2 separate regions of the Hordeum vulgare genome follow, and region 1 is linked to region 2. A link is a contact called in public Hi-C data. All regions are on one chromosome and are shown on one strand. The core of a region is the stretch at or near the end of the contact, and the rest is flanking DNA. Distances in the headings are between cores, read along the strand shown. Region 1 holds the start of LOC123426668 (40S ribosomal protein S14). Region 2 holds the start of LOC123426663 (protein transport protein Sec24B-like).

Evidence for each region. A called contact is a pair of places that touch in the nucleus more often than the background predicts.
Region 1: a contact with region 2 is called in a Hi-C map of seedling, with 2.4 times the contacts expected there. The contact joins the promoter of LOC123426668 here to the promoter of LOC123426663 in region 2. A contact is called at or near these places in 3 of 6 Hi-C or Micro-C datasets (leaf and seedling).

What each region holds. Positions count from the first base shown.
Region 1 is chr2H:463,205,818-463,211,202 of MorexV3_pseudomolecules_assembly, forward strand. LOC123426668 (40S ribosomal protein S14) reads right to left here and starts at 2,906. Exons shown (of 6, transcript XM_045110535.1): 1 at 2,708-2,906; 2 at 2,485-2,607; 3 at 2,346-2,391; 4 at 701-786; 5 at 480-609; 6 at 1-132. The coding sequence starts at 2,710. The coding sequence ends at 65.
Region 2 is chr2H:462,526,557-462,531,770 of MorexV3_pseudomolecules_assembly, forward strand. LOC123426663 (protein transport protein Sec24B-like) reads left to right here and starts at 3,896. Exons shown (of 14, transcript XM_045110531.1): 1 at 3,896-4,314; 2 at 4,387-4,449; 3 at 4,926-4,979; 4 at 5,088-5,214. The coding sequence starts at 3,981.

The sequences.
Region 1 (5,385 bases), core at 1,656-4,155, 680 kb after region 2:
AAAAAGTTGCAAGACACAGGATATCGATAGCTTGGTATTGTTCCATCCTTGAACGAGCATGGAATTACAGCCTCCTTCCTCTTCTACCACCCTTCCGGCGAGTGCTGTCAGTTGGGACTGGAGTAACATCCTCTGCTCAACAGAAAAGAAAAACATATGGATTAACCCACTGTAAGATATCATAAATTAAACTGGAAAAATTAAGCTTCAAATCACAGTAAACTGACATCCAAGGCAAAATTAAATCAACATTGATCATAATGTTATACTATGAACAGAAAGGACAAGCAAAACATCAGTCCATATCAAAACCAAGGAAGCCAGGTAACGAAACAATTCCATGAACTATTGACATCCAGACAAAACTAAAAGAAAAAAAAAAGCCTTGCAAATACAATGTCTAGCAGATTAGATTTATCCCAGAAGCAAATGAGATGAAATGCCACGGCAAAGCATACAAGAGGGCATCAAAGGATTACCAATGCGTCCAATCTTCATGCCAGAACGTGCAAGAGCTCTAAGCGCAGCTTGAGCACCAGGACCTGGAGTTTTTGTCTTGTTTCCACCAGTAGCACGGAGCTTAATGTGCAGAGCAGTAATTCCAAGCTCCTAAACAGGAAAAGATTACCATATGTATCAGTGGATTCAACAAATTTGGGTACACCATATTTGATCATGCAACAAATCAATTTTTTAATACCTTGCATCTTACAGCAACATCCTGTGATGCAAGCATAGCTGCATAAGGGGATGATTCATCACGATCAGCTTTAACCTTCATCCCACCTGTAAAATGTAATTGTTCAGTACAAACACAAATTTACAAGATGCGATAAGAATCTAATAGATGTTAAGTATCAGAGAAGATCGTACAGTCAATTACTCATCAGTGTGTGTCATGGCAGATACAAGTTTTAGCTAGGAAGGTATAAATAGCCTAGAAAAAACATTCAAGTCATAGCGAACTCAGTTTCTACTGGTAAATGCAGAGAAGAAAATTGGCCCTGCAGAATGCATAATAAAACTGGCATGGGAGAACTCATCTGTACAGAGGTACAGATAAATTATAAAAACTGCACAGGCTCAATTACTGAATCTAATCATTTGGCCGCATAATAATGACTTCACTCCTTCAAACACCGACACAATACAACACATTGAATATTCTACTACTAATACATATTATATTCCAAAAGAAATCTCAATTGTTCTGAAGAAATTATACAGCCAAGATCTAAAATCTTCAAATGTAAATTGTACAAGTAATCACAAACAAAAGAATGTTCTTCCAACATTTAGATGGCTCCATTTTAATTGACAAAGAGTTGCAAGGGTGTAGAACTCTGCAGAAGCAAGACAGAGAACTGCTGCTTCATACCGACCATACATCACAAGAAACTTAATGGCAAGATGAAGACACCTGTAAACAAAATTGGAAGTTGAGTTCTACAGAAAAACTCTCAAGAGCCTCATATGAATCTTGCACAGCAATGACTCGACACGCTCCCACAGAACAAAAGGGAGGCGATCTTAAGGGCGGTGCTTACAAAAGGTTGATAGGATTAAGAATGAAACACAATAGCAAAGACAGCATGACCAGAAGAGCTTCAAGTTGGTTCATAACAAGTGAGCAGGACAAACAGAACTCAACAATCTCACTCACATAAGAACCTATAATTTTCACAGAAATAGAAGACCACAGCCAGATCACAAACTGAAGAGCCAACAGTTCTTGGATAAGGATATGTCGCTCAAATACTCTATTGTGTTTCTGCACGAACCAATTCCATTAAATAAGAATATGTTCGTTCAGTGAAATTTTTTTACATCAGAACCCACCAACATGGGTGACAAAATGAATTTGGCTCAGCGAAACAGTCATATCAAGCATGTTCACTTCCAGAATTTAGGCAGCTCCATCTAATGTCACAGAGAGTTGCAAGAGTGAAGAACACAGCATGAGCAGTGCATAAAGCAGCTGCTGCCTGCTGGCTACATGCACTACAAGAAACCCAATGAAATGATGGAAACAGCTAGAACTAAAACAGGAAGAGAAGAGGTTCCAGAGAAGAACTCTCCGGATCCTCGTTTTCAATCTTGCATGGCTATGACTCGACACGCTCCCACAGATGAAAAGGGAGGGGATCTTAAGGGCCGTGCTTACAAAGCAAACTAAAAACATCTAGGGTCATAACAAATCACGAAGCTTGACTATATACTATTCCAAAGGAACATGTATCTACCAGCACGAGACGATGTTCATTAGAAAGAAACATAACATCTATACATCAGACACCACGGCGTGCTCGTAATAAAGGTTAGTATAAGAAGAGATGTAATATTACCGGTGATGCGGACGAGCGTCTCCCTCCCGGACAGATCCGTGACATGCTGCGACAGCGAAGCCAGACGTGGCAATGAGTTTCAGGTCCGCGGTGCAAACAGAAGAGCAGCAAGAAAGGCGGCGTGCCCTCGGGATCTTACGATGAAAGTGTCGTTGAAGGAGGCGAAGATGTGCGCGACGCCGAAGACGTGCTCCCCCTCGCGGACGGCGGGGCCGAGCGTCACGTTCTCCTCCTTGGGCTCGCGGGTCTTCTTCCTCCCTGACTGCAGGAACAGACACGGCACCGGACGATGCCCAGATGGATAAGCAGGGGAACCAAGTCGACGACGAGTTGACAGGAAGGAACGAGCGACGAGGTGTTACCATGGCGGCGGCGGCGGCGGCGGCGAGGAGGAGGAGGAGGCTAGGGTTTGAAGTGAACGAGAGCTGCGGGGAGGAAGCGGAGGAGTGGGCAAAGATAAAGCCTCCCGCGAGTGGGCCGCGCCCGGGTTTGGATGACTGGGTCGCCTGGTTATACGGGCTGTATTTTGCGCCGAGCTCTCGGACTGGTGGGCTTGCACGACGCAATACCAGACGATTTTGCATACTCCCTCCGTTTCTAAATATAAGACTTTTAAACGATTTCACTAAGGGTCTACATACGGAGCAAAATGATTGAATCTATACTCTAAAATATGTCTATATACATCCATATGTAGTTCACTAGTGAAATCTCTACAAAGACTTATATTTAGGAACGGAAGGAGTAACAACAACAAAAACTGACGATTTGCCTCAATAAAAGAAGAAGAAAAAACGATATACCAAACCCTAGAGCCTCCTCCTTCAGACCTACTAGATCACTCGTGAGACAAGTTCGCACATTCAACGGTTCGGGGTCGTCATCTTTGGTTGATCGAGCCCCATAATCCCTTTTGTTTTTTTTGAACCGCACAGAGTCCCCACCTGAATATATTATTCAAAAAGGCCCGAAGGCAGGTTACATCATACTCCCTTCGTTTCAAAATATAAGACCTTTTAGAGATTTCACTAGGAGACTACATACGGAGCAAAATGAATGAATGTACACTCTAAAATATGTCTATATACATCCGTATGTAGTTTATAGTGCAATCTCTAAAAGGTCTTATATTTAAGAACGGAGGGAGTAGATTACAACGAGAGGTGAGGTATAGCCGCCAAGACATGGCAGCCTCCCTACTAACCGAGTCCTTAAATCTAAGGACCCAAAGCGTAAAGTCCGAAACAATGTTCCGAAGAGTAATTTGTGGTGTGTGTAGCTCGTTACGAAAGACTAGAGCGTTCCTAGAGTCCCACAACTTCCAAAGAATGACGAGAGCAACGGTAGGCCAGATGTTGATGTCGAGGCCGACCGGTGTCGTAGTCTCCCAAATGCGATGTATGGAGTGAGGTGGTTGTAACCCTAGGAGTGCCCATACCTGAAGCGCGTATGGGCAGAGGATGGAGATGTGCAATGCGTCCTCATGAGAGGTAGTGCACCGTGGACAGTCCGGGTGAGAGGTAATGGTCTTATGATGTAGGTTTGCCATCGTGCTCAACCTGTCATGGCAGAGAAGCCAGCCGAAAATTCTGACCTTTATAGGTGCCTTAAAGCTCCAGATGTACCCAGCGTTGAGATCTATCTCATGGTCGGAGGAGAGCAAAGAGTAGGCTTTCCTGGAGGAGAACGAGGAGCCGTGGGTGAGGAACCTGTCGTCGGGCGCGTTGTTCGTGGCAACATCCTGCAACAAAGACAAAACAGACGCTAGTTCGACAGAAGCAATATTTCTTAGGCGATTCCGCAGAGTAGCGAGTAAACCGTTATGCATGACTTGTGATACCAGGACATAGGGTGATGTGGAGTGGGAGAAGAGGTGTGGGTATGTGTCTGCGAGTGGAGTTTGAGTAAGCCAGGTGTCAAGCCAAAAGAAGGTGGAGGTGTCGTTGTTGGTAAGGACAAAGGAGATTTTTCGTAGGGCTGGCAGTTGTTTGATTACTATTTTCCAAAGGTAGGAGGGTGTGTGTGCTTTGCTTTGGAAGTCGAGAGAATAATGTTGGAAGAACCAGTTGATCCAAGGTAAGTCTTGTTTTTGGAGTAGCTTGAAGGCAAATTTCATGAGAAGGCAATTGTTCTGGAGTATCAAACTTTTTATGCCTAGGCCGCCTGCATTTTTTGGGGTGCAAACATTTTTCCAAGCTATGAGGCACCTCGCTCCGGAGCAATTTTCGTCTGCGGCCCAACAGAAGGACCGTCGGATAGCGTCAAGCCTTTTGATGATTTTTTTTTGGTAGCCTAAAAATGGATATGAAATGGGTAGCAAGAGCGTCGAGAGTAGATGAGATTAGTGTTAGCCTGGCGCCACGAGAGAGTAATTTAGCCGCCCAACCTGATAAGTACTTCAGGAATCGCTGGATGATTGGTTCAAAGGCAGAGGATGGTAGGCGCATGTGTGAGAGAGGTAGGCCCAGGTAAATTTGGGGAAAGGTTGAGACGTCGCAGCCGAAGGTGGAGGCGATGTTTTGGGTAGTGATGACATCCATGTGGAGCGGGACTAGTGTAGTCTTGTGAAAGTTGTTAGTAAGACCGGTAGCTAGGGCGAACTTGTCTAGAATATCTTTGAGGGTGGTCGCGGCTTGGGGAGAGGCGTGAGCTATGATTAGAGTTTCGTCGGCATACTGCAGCACAGTAGGCGGACGGTCCGTGTATATTGGGTGGCATAGCTGGCCCGGAGAGAAAGTCGTAAGATCAGGCGTTGAAGAAGGTCTGCGATGATTAGGAACAGGTAGGGGGACATGGGGTCACCTTGTCGGAGACCGTTTTGACAGTTAATCCATGGTCCAGGATTCCCATTAAGGACAACTGCCGTCCTACTGGAGATTAGGAGCGTTCGGATCTAGTGAATAGACTTGGGCGGGAACCCTCGAGCAAGCAAGATTACAAGGAGCGAATCCCAATTTATTGAGTCGAAAGCTTTGTGGAAGTCAAGTTTGAGCACGATAGTGGGTGCCTTCCTAATGTGACAGGCACTTAGAAGGTCCGT
Region 2 (5,214 bases), core at 2,646-5,145:
TACTCTTGAGTCATATGAACATCGTACTGTTAAAGGGGGTCGAGGTAATACTATGAAATGAATTTCCTCGTGATGCTCAACCCAAGCCAAAACCTACCAAAGCCTCAAAGTGAGGAATATGAGAGACATGAGGACTTTCACAGTTGAAAGTTCCGACCGTTGTCGCACCACGCGCCACCTCACTGATCTTATCCACCCAACGGTCACACTATTTAGGGGCATTTATGTAAAATCATGTCGGGATGCTCCCAGGTTATAAATAGCCGCCCCCACAACCACTGGCGGGTTGGCTGCTCCGAGAGAAACTGAGACTTGTCATTTAGAGCAACCCAAATTCATCAGAGTCTTCGAGAGTAAATCATCAAGTGAGGAAATACTCCAAACACCAAACCACAATCCAAAAACCAAGTGATTGAGCATCACTGAAGAATTTGTTCCCGTGTGGAACTGAAGCCTTTTACCTTTGAGGACCATGCATCCTCCAGACGGTTAGGCATCATGGTCTAGAGCATCCATCTGTCAATTGTGGATCGTCGGGTGATCGAGTTTGTGAGGGTTTGGAAGTCTGCACTGAAGACTTACCACGAGTGTTGGGCGAGGACTGTGTGTCCTTAGCTCAAGGAGAATACGGTAGGGACTGTGTGTCCTTTGGTTTCAATACCAAGCCGCTCCAAACCAGACATACAACAGTTGGAACTGGGTCATCAACAACTGTCTTCATCAAGCTACGGGTTCTATTTCATTTCCTCAGATTTGTATGTTGAAGACTTTCATCTGTGTTGTTTGAAGAATTTGTCAGAAGACTTTCTCTGAATTTCCTCAACCTCAAATTCTTCATTCGAGTTAATCTTCACATGCGTTCTGTGTACCTACATACTATGCAAACCGATTCTCATAATCTTCACCAAGTAATCTGCTGTAATAGTCTTTGCACTTCTGATCCTCGCTATTTCCGCTGCACGTAAGTCATCAGTGAGGAATTTCCTCAAAAGGAATTTCCTCAGTGATGAAATTCACCCCCTCTAGTCGATATAACGTACTTTCAGGAAAGTAACATACAGTAGGACAAAGGGAATATCATACGAGATTAACTACATCCTTCACATAGATGTTCAATCTATAAAGATCCTCATAGAATATGTAGGAACCAATATGGGCATCCAAGTCCCGCTATTGGTTATTAACCAGGGAGTGTCTCAGGTCATGTCAGCATAGTTCTCGAACCCGCAGGGTCTGCACACTTAAAGTTCGGTGACATTTCGGTATAGTTGAATTATTGATGTTGGTAATCGAAGGTTGTTCGGAGTCCCGGATGAGATCCTGACGTCACGAGGGTTTTCGGAATGGTCCAGAGATGAAGATTGATATATAGGAAGTATCCATTTGGCTTTCGGAAGGTTTTCGGGCATTGCCGGTAAAGTGTCGGGAGTGACGAATGGGTTCTGGAGTTCTACCGAGAGGGGCCACCCACCCGGGAGTGAACCAAAGAGGCCCAAGGGTAGCGCACCAGCCCTTAGTGGGTTGGTGGTCAGCCCAAAGAGGCTATTTCGGCCAAGGGAGAAAAGGAGGAAAGGCCAAAACCGAATTGGGAAGGAGGTCTCTTTCCAAGTTGTGTTGGAGGAGGACTCATCCCTCTCCTCTTGGATTCGACCGAACCCTAGGGCCTTGCCCTAGGGTGCCACCCTCCCCTCCCTCATATATATAGTGGAGGTGAGAGAGGCTTTTGGCACCTCAAGCCAAGGCGCAACCCTCTCTCCCTCCATCACTTCATGACACCCATAGCTAGTTCGGTACGGTATGGCGAAGCCCTGCCGGAGTAGCTCCACCACCATCGCAGCCACGCCGTCGTGCTACTGGAGAATTCAGCTACCTCCTCATCTCTCTTGCTGGATCAAGAAGGCGAAGATCGTCATTGAGTTGTACGTGTGCTAAACGCGGAGGTGCCGTCCGTTCGACACTGGATCGGGATGGATCGTGATGGGATCACGGGACAGATCATGATGAGATCGCGGGACGGATCATGATGAGATCGCGGGACGGTCTACGATTTGGATCGCGAAGATGTTCCACTACATCAACTGCCTTATATACACTTTCGCTTAGCGATCTACAAGGGTATGTAGATGCACTCTCCCCTCTCGTAGATGATCATCACCATGGATAGTCTTGCGTGTGCGTAGGATTTTTTTTGTTTCCCATGCAACGTTCCCCAACATTACCTATATTGTGTTGCATCACCTGTCCCTCTTCATGAAAAACCCAACGCAAATCACAAGTATCAATGCTCGCTCGACATCCTTGCTGCAAGCCTCTTGTCACTTAGCAAAGTAGGAGTTCTTGCCTCCTGACACAGGTTTTGAGATAGTCTTCACAAATGTTGACCATCTTGGATAGATGCCATCTACTAGGTAGTATGCCTTGTTGTAGTTTGGTGCCCATTGACCTTGAAGTTCACCGGAGGAGCATGACCTTCAACAAGCTTGTCAAAGACATTCGAGCACTCCAGGACATTGATGTCATTGTGAGTTTCTGGCGTACCAAAGAAGGAGTGCCAAATCCAGAGGTCCTATGTAGCCACTGCCTCAAGTACCACACTTCAAGCTCCTTTCGTACCTTTGTACATTCCCTGTCAAGCAAATGAGCAGTTTTCCATGCCCAATGCATGTAGTCGATGCTAGCATCCCAGGAAATCCTCTTGCTTCATTCTGTGCTAGAATTCGAGCAGTGTCTTCAACACTGGGTGATCGCAAGTATTGTGGTCCAAACACTTCCACCACCGCCCTGTAGAACTTGTACAAACACTCAATGTTGGTGGACTCGGCCATGCGTCCATAGTCTTCATGTATATCACCGGGAGCTCCGTATGTAAGCATCCTCATAGCTGTCGTGCACTTCCGGAGTGAGGAGTCCTTCTTGCAAATGAAATAGGTGTCGAACTCCCAGATGACATTCACAATCTTGAGGAAGAGCTTCCGGCTCATCCGATAACAACGCCAAAATACTTTATCGATGTGTAGTGGAGCGTGTGCGAAGTAGTCGGCATAGAGCAAGCAATAACCCCACATTCGATGCCCCCGCTTGCTCTTGCGGCGGCCCGACACCGAGCCACCTCACCGTGGCTTTGCATTCTTCGCGAACAAGCCGGCCAGAGCAGCGAGGATCATGAGGTACTCTTCATCGTCGATGTCGGCCCCGTCTTCCTCCTTCATCAGAGTCGCGAACGCCTCCTTGTCGCCGAAGTCCATCGTCGAACATGCAAATCACCAAACACCTACCGGGCATGATGGGCAGGTAGCCGCTGGTATCCTCGCATGCGTGGTCGGAGTCCTGGAAAGCTCGACCATGAGCTGGATGAAAGCTGTCGCGGCGAAACCCTCTCTTTCCGGCGTGAGAATGACTTTTCTAGTGGCAGGACAACGAATGTGGGCAAGGAGACGGCGCCAGTATCGACATGGCGACGAAAGGGGAAGTAGCGTTCTGTCGCGCGTGGATCGTATCTGGGCGGGGAAAAGACATTTCTCGCATGACACTAGTGGTCCATGACCATTTTTTCCTTCTGTCGGAGCCCCCAAGTGCCCCGAAAGCGCTGGGTTCGGCCTGGGATCGTCGAACCGAAAAGTTACTCGAACCGGCGGAATTCGACGTCCTAGGAACACGACGCGGGAATTTTTTCGCGAGCGGAGAAAAAGACGTCTTGGGAGGCCTGTTATTGTTGGGGTGCGGCTGAAGATGGTGTGAGAGATGCCCTTGGTGGATAGGAGTAGACTCTGGTCTTAGCAGCACAGTCAACGCTCACCTGGCCTTCGAGACGTACGTTAGCAACTGGACGGTCCTGATCGTCTGCCGCAGGAGAAGAGTTCAACGCAAACCCACACTGCACATACACTTCGAACAGCCGCGCTTCCGTCTCCCCCGTCAGATCTCTCTCACGTCACCTCACCACCCCACCAGATCCACATCCCAAACCGCGCGGCGCAGCAATGGCGGTGCGCCCGAGCCTCGCATACTTCCCTTCCGACAACACGCTCCTCGACTCCTCGGGCCTACCGTGGGGCGTCGCCGTGACACCCTTCTCTTCCACCGACGAGCGCGGCTCCCCTCCGGTCACCGGCGACGAGGGCGACCTCATCCCTCGCTGCACGTCCTGCTTCGCCTACTTCAGCACCCTTTGCTCGCTGCACCGCTGGTCGTGGACGTGCCCCATCTGCTCGGAAGACAACGACCTCTCCGCCGACGCCGCCGCGCGCTACGCGCGCGACGGCAGCCACGACCCGCCCGAGTTACGCTCCGCCTTTGTCGACCTCCTCCTCCCGGGTAGGGCTTCCGCAGTTCCGATCTGGTGCAATGTGGTGCAGTGAGATGACGGACTCGTGTTCTTTTTTCCAGGGGCGGAGGGTGAGGCAGCGGCTGCGACGACGCCCGTGTATGTGGCAGCGGTCGACTTATGCTGTAAGATGTGATGATCTCAAGATTTTTTCGCATTATGGTTCTAGCTTATTTGTTGTACCCTCGCCTTCGTCTCCACACAATAGAGTGATAAATTGACAACGGAAATGGTTGCCTGTGAAGTTTTAAGGTTGCTAAACATGGCAAAACATGAACATCGAATAAGATTTTACCACATAAAAATGAAGAATAAAACAGCCCTAGTTTGGTCCAGTAAGTGATTGGTATGATCACGGAGAATAAAATAGCCCTGGTTTCACTAACATGATGCATGGATTAATGACATCCAAATCCATCCCAATTTAGCTTGAATTCGTCTAGCTAAGATAGGTTCCACCTTTTACGCCTGTTGTCCTGATCATCATATTTCACATTTTCATGAGAATAACCCTATAGTTGTTTGAGACCTTCTGTTTTCTTTTCTTTAGAGCTCACTTGTCAATGTCTTCTCATAATTTATTTCTTCATGTTGTTTTTAGCTTCCGAGGAGTTTTTGGAGCTAGTAAAAAGTGCTCTTCTGGCAGCTCTTGAAGGTGGGATCCACTCACAAGCTTTAGGAGCTAATCTATTTATACAACTCTGTTATTGAAAGGACACACATGCTACACCTATGTGTACACTGATCTATTGATGGCTTGCAGCTCTTTCTCCAGGATCATTATTTGGGATCTTAACGTTTAGCAGCAAGATAGGACTATATGATGTTCAAGGTCCAATACCAATTGTGAAGAACGTTTTTATCCCTCCTGATTCTGACGGCACCTTGCA